Regions from separate parts of the Mus musculus genome. Here region 2 is linked to region 1. A link is a contact called in public Hi-C data. All regions are on one chromosome and are shown on one strand. Each heading gives the region's core, a stretch centred on a gene start, on an enhancer-like site or on the middle of the called end of the contact. The rest is flanking DNA. Distances are from core to core; before and after follow the strand shown.

The links. Hi-C and Micro-C count contacts between places; a contact is called where the count stands out from the background.
Region 2: a contact with region 1 is called in a Hi-C map of the N1E-115 cell line, with 3 times the contacts expected there. The contact joins two enhancer-like sites. A contact is called at or near these places in 2 of 39 promoter capture datasets (the C10 cell line and embryonic stem cells), 1 of 484 Hi-C or Micro-C datasets (the N1E-115 cell line), 2 of 115 datasets of contacts at active chromatin or transcription factors (astrocytes and embryonic stem cells) and 1 of 9 other capture datasets (embryonic stem cells).

Annotation. Positions count from the first base shown.
Region 1 is chr17:84,700,547-84,704,797 of GRCm38.p6, forward strand. No RefSeq gene overlaps it. Among named protein-coding and RNA genes, the nearest start is that of Abcg8, 20 kb to the left of the region's middle. Within about 2 kb of position 2,210, at least 21 of the 459 cell types and tissues checked have an H3K27ac peak or open chromatin away from gene starts, as enhancers often do. A contact at or near this core is called in the N1E-115 cell line, where this site is marked.
Region 2 is chr17:85,455,852-85,459,943 of GRCm38.p6, forward strand. It overlaps Camkmt (calmodulin-lysine N-methyltransferase), which reads left to right. Exons shown (of 11, transcript NM_028576.3): 11 at 2,211-2,738. The coding sequence ends at 2,288. Among named protein-coding and RNA genes, the nearest start is that of Six3os1, 160 kb to the right of the region's middle. Within about 2 kb of position 2,395, at least 29 of the 459 cell types and tissues checked have an H3K27ac peak or open chromatin away from gene starts, as enhancers often do. A contact at or near this core is called in the N1E-115 cell line, where this site is marked.

The sequences.
Region 1 (4,251 bases), core at 960-3,459:
CTCTGTGTATCCTTGGCTATGCTGGAACTCACTCTGTAGATCAGGCTGGCCTCAAACTCAGAAATCCGCCTGCCTCTGCCTCCCAAGTGCTGGGATTAAAGGCGTGCGCCACCACCGCCTGGATGTATCTTCTTAATCATGTTCCTTTCAGTCACTGGGAACTCTAACAAAACAAAGTATTTGAGGATCAGGGATCATCTTGAATTTTCCAAGCTCAGCCCTGGGGTTGGATGCTTCTCTGTAGAAACCTGACTTTTTAGTGGGGAAAGATAGATAGGAGCCCAGAAGTGAATGAGTCTGCTCGGCTGCTGTGCATCGCTACTTCCGGACTCTCAGTGGGCAGTGAGTGAACACGTGTGCAAATGTGCATGTGTGTACTCAGTCTTAACTGCGTATGTGTTCGTGTTCATACTCTAGTTCATCCAGCACTCGCTTTAACAGCTTCCCCAGTCTGTGCATGGGAGACACCTGGTTTCTGTGTCCATCCCTCTTCTGATGAGTCCTGTTTGTACTCTCCCTTTGGTTCATTCCCCATGCATGACTCTATCTGCAGAGCCTCCAGTCTGTTCTGCAGCCCCTCCCCAGGTCCCAGCTCTGTTTTGGTAACCCACTGTCTTTAGGCCTGGATGGAGAAGTGTAGAAGAAGCAGAAAGCAGTCATCTGACTTTGTAAGCTTGTCACTCAGTATGCTGTGGTACCCAGAACTCAGAGCACCAAAGATGCTGAAACTCAGGCTTGCCCACAGAGCAGGAGTCCTCCATCCTGTCTGAGTGCATCATAGCTGGTGTTGATGCATCCTAGGCTCTAACTCCAATGTTCTCCAGGGCACACAAGGCCCGGGAAGAGAAAGGCCGGGGTGCTAGGAACATCCAGTACTATCCAGTGCCCCTTATCTTCATTGCAAAGGGGCAGATTTTTCTTGTGGGTTGTAAATTTTTTCTGCTAAGGATATTTTAGGCTTTGATAGCCATATAGCCTGCCAGTAGGCTGTGCTGATGTGAACTGTTGCAACCACAGTAGAATGTGGAAGATGTGGGTGTGTTTCAGTAAAACAGCTTATAGAAGCACATAGCTCCTAGACTTGGCCTGAGGCTGCAGCTTGCAGACTCTTAATCCAAAGAGGAAGTTATAAAATGTACACTGTAAACTTTCCAAATTCAAGTTACACTATTGATGGGGAACTAACAATTAAACTGAAAATAATCATCTATGTTTTTGTAATTTTTTAAAACCGCTCTTGCTCTTAAAGATACTTAAAATAATCTTTCCCTGGGTTGACCTGTCTACAGGGGTAGATATCCTGCTTTTTTTTTTTTTTTTTTAATGTAGATTAAACTACATACAGAGAACATACTGAAAGTATGTCAAATCCAAGGGTCCTTCCAACACTCAAATTACTTAGCAGAAAATCGTGGCCTGGCACAGGGGAGCAGCTTCCTTAGGGCACACCAGCCATGAGGCACCGGGAGGAGCCGGCTGCAAAGGAAGCAAGCCCTTGGGTATTTTGCTGCAGATATAAGTTATTTGGACAACAGTTCAGTGTGCGTGCCTGAAAATGTCCTTATGTCGGCTCCCATCTTACCTCCGATGTCACTTGTGTTTGATAAACTGGTCATCTAGGACGGTTCCTGTGAACAGCTAGGGTAAAGAGCTTGGTGGCAGAAGAGGTAATTAAATCAAAAGCCTGAGGCTCAAGCCCCAACACCCAAACCTAAAACAAATATTGCCAGCCATGGTCCAGAGCAACGTTCAGTGTCCGTGTTAGGGAGGGCAGGCTGGTACAGAGAGTGGTACAGCAGTGTGTGGGGCTTCCAGCTCGGAATGAAAGAGAAGCGTTCAGGAAGTGGGTTAGGCTTTCTCAGCACTTGCCTGCTGTCCACTGGCTAGGTGACCTGCTTGTTTATTGTATATGACAGCCTTGTCTGTTTGTAGAGTTGAAGTGTTGTTTCTCCAAACTGAAAAACAGCTCTGCTGTTCCTTGCTAGAAAAGGGAAGCCTTATTTTCTCTTCTTTTCTTCTGTTAACTTCATTACTGCAGCACAGAATCTCTAATGTGCTAGGTCTGACTTCAGAACACAGTTGAAAGGTCGCCAACAGTGACAAGTATCTGAGGTCATCAACTTACAGATTTCACATCATGATCAGCTGGCCTCACTGACAAAGCTTTTTGTTTTGGAGGACTCCTTGGGCCTCAGATCCACCCTCCCAACTGAGCTACATTTTGGGGACCAAAGAATAGCACATGGAGGGGAACTGTCCAGTGTGCACAAACCAGGCATTTCGTAAACAGAGCTTGCAAGGAAGCACGGCCTGAAATCCATGGGGCTCACCCCATGAGGCCCACTGTGAACCCACCAGGTAGGTCTGCAGAACATTAGAAGAACCCCGGGGCTTTGGAAAGAATAAACAGGCCAAGAATGGTCTCCAGTGGCTGCCCGGGCAGGGTCAGTGAAGATGCTACAGATGGATTTCAGCTCCAGCGACTGTGCAAAGCAGCTTGCAAGAGCAGGAAGTCTGGAGTCTGTCTTACCTGGGGCTGCTGTTTCTAATCCGTATGCAAAAGAGAACTGGCTGCTTTCACTCTGCTAATGCAGCCACGTTCTCTATTTGTACTCAGGCTGTATAATGTGGGCTTTGTAAAGTCTGCTGGCCTGAAAGCAGGATACATTTCTAATGGAAACACTCCCACGCATGATTGTACAACAGCAAAGCGATAAATTACCGTGATTTTGGACCTCCTGTGGTTATCAGTTCCACCACACTTGAAGAAATGTTGCTTTTGCTTAGAAATTCTACAAATATTTTTTTCAGAGAGGCAAATATTAAATGAAAATTGTGCTGAAAGCCATGAGGGAGGTGTGCAGAATGCATGCACTGTGGACTGCAGGCGTGATTATACCAGAAAGTGATTTGCAACATAAAGCTTGTCTATAATTTGCTGCGACTCATAAATTTGATTATACCAAGCACTGGCTATTGGATTAAATAGAAGAAAAAAACGTTTTTCAGTGTAAGATGTCCAGAAACTGGTAACACTGTATCAGTGTGAAGGGTGTTTTGTTGTTTTAGACTTTTAATTGGACTGCCTTAGTTTTGTATTCTCATGGTTACTTTTTTCTTTCTTTTTTTTTTTTTTTTTTGAGACAGGGTCTGTATGGTCATGGTTGGCCTTGAATTCAACACCTACCTGCCTCTGTTTCTCAAATGCTGGGATTAAAGGCATCTACAACTATGCCCAGTGGGAAAGACTTTGAAAAACACATTTTTATTTTACCTTCGTTTTTGCCTGCATTTAAATGCATATATGTGCGCTTAACACGCATGTGCATGCGGTGTCCAAGGAGACCATAACTGGACACTCTGGAAGTCGAGTTACACACACAGAATGTTGTAAGCAGTCATATGGGTGCTGGGTGGGAACTGAACCCAGGTCCTTTGCAAGAGCAACAAGTTCTTTTAACCACTGAGCCATCTCTCCAGCTCAAGAAAAAGACTTTTTAGGAAGCCCTAGCTTATATCTGACTTATTGCTGCAAACCTACGCAAACTGACTTAGGTTTTCTTATCCTGATAATCAGGCAAGAGGGGTGCCTGGTATGGTAATCAGTGCTTAGGAGCCATGGAACTCAATATACCTGATTCAATTTGATGTGATGCTGCGGGTCTGTGGGACTATGGGACCAAGAGCCAGAGTTCACAATCTGTTCAGAAGGTAATGAGAGATGCATGCAGCCATGGGAGCCTTGGACAGGTAATACTGATGGCCGAGTGCTTCTGAATTCTGTGACCATCTCTGCAGTGTGTAAAAGATGCTCCTCCCCTTGGAGTGTCAACACATCTGAACTCAATTGTTTCTGCCTGAGACAAGAGTTCTAGAACTAAATATGTAAATCAGGTTGGCTTTGAACTCAGAGATCTTCTTCCTGCCTCAGCCTCTGGTGCTGGGACTGAATGTGTGTGCCACCACACCTAGATCTACTTCTCAATTCCTGGCAACTTTGCTCCTCAGAGACCCAGTTTAGCACAGCAAACAGCTAACTCACTCACTGGCTCTTCACATCAAGCCGGACATCTCCACACTTCTACTAAAAATTCAAGACTACGGGTCTTTGAGATGGCTTCAAGCCATCATATAAATATTTGATAGGATCTTTAAAATTGGCAGTTCACAAGTACTAAAATATACTTTATTCAGAGAAATTCTCATTTAAATGATATTGGCCTTTGGTCCATGAACGTACACCTGCACGCT
Region 2 (4,092 bases), core at 1,145-3,644, 760 kb after region 1:
TGCGCTACATCCAATTATGAAATGAACACGATGTGTCTAATAACAGCTATATAATTTAGTGCGGTCCTCAAAGACCCCGTGTTAACCTATGAAACTGAAGAATTGTTTTATTCACAATTTGCTTTTTGTTCCTATTTTTTTTTCAAGGTGCTTTCTTACTTCTTAAAAATTATAATTATCAGTTGAGCAAAGAATAAGTGGAAATACTCTTAAGTCTTGAGCCAGCATTTCCCCCATCCGAGCCAGCATCTCCCAACAGCCTTGTAGGTTTACTTGGTTCAGAGATACCCAGGCGGGTGTTTGTGAGGTGGGAAGACCCCCCATTTCCAGACAGGCTCAGAGGGAGAGCCAGGCTTGTCTGTCCCTTCCCTTCAGGCAGCCGAACCTCTGCTTTGGCCTCCAGAGGTCAGCACAGAATTCAAATTAAAACTGATTTCTAAACCATATTTACAGAAGAATTATTTATCCCATATATTACCTCAGGGACTTTATAAAGAGCTCATTTGAGGCTCTGGATATTTATTAGCACCTGGAGAGTGAGTAGGTCAGCTGACTCACAGAGTGATCAACGTTCCTTTATCGGGCCTGGAGAAAAGAACTTAGCTATGGTGGCCCCCTCTCCTCTCTGAGAAATGTTTCAATGATCTTGTTCCGTTGCTAGGGTGATGTGTGACTACAAGGTATGTTCAGAGCCAGAATGGACAGCAGAGTTGGGGAAGCCAGTTTCTTGGAATTCTCATGATGATGATTCTTAGACTAGAGAGTGAGGAACACTGTGGTGACAGGCTCTTCAAGCCCCGTTCTAAGTAGACCACTAGCCAGTTTGTGAGCAGACATCTAAGAAAGCAAATGGGCACCACCCTACTTCCTGTTCTTGGGAAAGGAGGCTGCGCGCCCTTAATCCATGCGCTCTAGAGGCAGAGGCGGGCAGGTCCACAGAGTTAGGTGCAGGACTGCTAGTCCTATACAGAGGAACCCTGTCTCAAAAATAAATAAGCAAATAAACAAATAAATAAATAAACAAATGAAACAAATAGGAAAGGAAGGCGGTGAGACTGGCCTTAGGTCCCAGTGGAGAAGGTGGACTCAGGACTCCTGTCTTTAATACTGAGGCATATCACCATTTTGGAATAGGATTTAGAAGAGACTTGTACTTGTAAAAGATGCAGGTAAGCATATCTCCAGCAGAATATGATAGTGGAGCCTTTCCTGAGACGTTTGTTTAGGGTGGCCAGTAGTGACTGATTTGAAATAATAAAAGAGTTGCTTTCCTGTATAGTAAAAAGACTTCTTATCCTTATAGATTAAAAATAAATTAACAATTAGCTCAAAAATATCAACTTAGAAACTAGCCAGGTGTGGTGGAGCATGTCTTTAATCCCAGAAACTCAGGAGGCAGAGGCAGGTAGATCTCTTGAGTTCAAGGCCAGCCTGGTCTACAGAGTGAGTTTCAGGACAGCCAGGGTTACACAGGGAAACCCTGTCTCAAAAGAAACAGAAGAAGAGAAGGAAGAAAAAGAAGAAACAAACTAATAAACTGCTATTTATAGAATAAGTATAAGCATGACTGTCAGGTTTATTATAACCAAATGAGGGGGTAAAGTGCACTTCACTTGTCATAGGCCAGAATGTGTGCTTGAGGCTTGAAGGTTGGTTGGGATATAAAATTGTATCACAGAAGGCCCTCACAAATTCGTCTTAGCACATCAAATGTTGCTGCTCTGTTGGAATATGTTCCTGGGAGTAGGCTGGGGTCCTAAATCACCACTTGCTATAAATGCCCCCAAACGAGACCTAGACAGCCTTTGAAATGTCTGAAGCCCACAGCTGTGTCTCGGTGCCCAGCTCTTGCGATGGTGTCCAGTTATTCCAATACTCTTGCCTGCTTAGAGCCCAGGGCAGCAAGGACCAGGCTAAGAGACATGCCCAGCGCCAGTCTGGAAAGATGAAGGTACCCCAGCTTTCCCTCAGTCATGGTGTAGTTTGGGTACAGTCACACAATCCTCACCCAAAACAAAACATAACAGCAACCCGTCCCCCACCCCCGATTCCTATGTTAATATTATCGTGACACCAGAACCACTAAAAACAATGTTGAGTTGCTTTCCTGTGATTATGTCTCAGAATTACATATTTAGGTTAATAAACCGTGATGTTAAAATTAACATTAATACTAATTTATAAAAATTTGGTATTTCTGTTATTTTCAGTTGAAAAAAGAAGGGTCAGACATATATGAAGAAAACCTGCACTACCCACTTCTGCTTATTTTAACCAAAACGGGATAGAAGAAAACATCAGATGCAGAGAAAGATTTCCACACTATATGAGAACTCCGCCACAGCGCCTCTGGGACTCAGGGCTCCACCCACTTTCGAACATTCCGCATCTTGGGACTCCGCCCATTACTCCGGCCCTCGGCAGCTCTCCCACCCTCCGCAGCGCGCTCGCTCCCACCAGTCCTTTTTAAGGAAGCTTGTTGCTCTTCCGTACCAAACCTTTGTGTGTTTTTCTGTGTCAGCAGCCTGTCTTAGATCAGAATTTGACTTGTGGAGCAATCTAAATAGTTTTCTCTCTAAAGCACAATTTCTTTTGATGATTTCCATCTGCCGCCCCCCCTCCTTTTTTTTAATTGCCTTTGTTCTTGTTTGGTAATAGTATTCTTTATCCACAAACACAGAAAGCATCACCCTTCTTTTCTGGATAAATAAACAAACCTTATTTTTCTGATATCTCAATTAATTGTTTCAATCTATCGTCTCTTGCTCTGTCTCTCTGTCTCTGTCTCTCTAATTATTTTTTTCTTTTTAAACAGGATGTTTTTTCCCCCTATAGATGTATAAGAAATGACTACAGCAGCCCAAAGCCTCGTAAACTGACCGTTTGTCCTCTGGACACAATAGCGTGGCCAGCCCTCTGCTCCTCCTCCCCAATTATGTGTGATTAGTCTCAGTGCGCTGTGTCAAGGAGGGGGAGTGCGCTGACTGCTTATTATCTGTTTAGGTACAAGAAGAGCACATTTAGGCTCTGACTATGAATGAAAAGTGAGCCTCTATCAGGGCTTAAATCTAACGCCGCTGGTCTCAGGCTCCCTCAAAATAGGTCTCTTCCAGAGAAATGTTGACTAAACGTTGGATAAACTACATTGCGACCAGGGGAAAGTAAGAAAGTAAGAAAGGAAGAAAGGATGGAAGGAAGGAAGGAAGGAAGGAAGGAAGGAAGGAAGGAAGGAAGGAAGGAAGGAAGGAAGGAAGGAAAGAAGGAAAAGAAAGAACAAAAGAGGGGAAGAAAGAAAGATCACACAATTAGCTTATTTAAAATAAGTATATAATGAGCTAAATACCTAATAAAAAATGGAAAAAAAATAAGTATATAATGTTAGTTTCAGGGATTTGAGTGTATAGTAAACATTTAATAGGCGCTACTCTGGAGGAAGCTTTGCTGCAGGGACCCCAGCCCATCCTGCCTGCTTGCTTACATGAAGTGCTCTAATGCCTTTTGTGGAAATTCAGATGTTTATCTGCAAGGAATCATCTGTGCCCACTTTGGCAGGAATGTCATTGGGTGGGTTAGCTGTGTATCTTCCTATCTTTAGCAGAAGAAAAAGTGTATATTGAATGTGATACCAATTAAAGTGATAGGTGGGGCGGGGGCTCATCTTTTTGCATGTTAATCAAACTTAGATGCCATAAAAATATTGACTCTCAAATGTCTTCTCTGCCCGCTACTATCATCAAACAAAAATTGTACCTTCAATTTGCACGTCCCTGTCGTCACCACATTCTCTGCTCCATCAGAGCACCTAGACAGATCTCAGAAGGCGCAGGTCAAGTTGCAGTTAGATCACACATTTCTTCCTCACAGAAACTTGAATTGCAAAGCCAAGGGATGGGCCAGCGTCACAATAACAGCTATTTATTCCTCTTTGGATAAAACAGCAGTCTATTCTCAGTGCTAGATAAAGACCAGGGCAATGCAAACCAGCCATTTAACTGAGTAGTTCAGCTGGTGGCAGCTCTCCTTTGCGACTGTATGGGTAACACACTGGCTTTGTATTTTCTTGTTTAAAAAAAAAAATTAGAGTTTGGGATG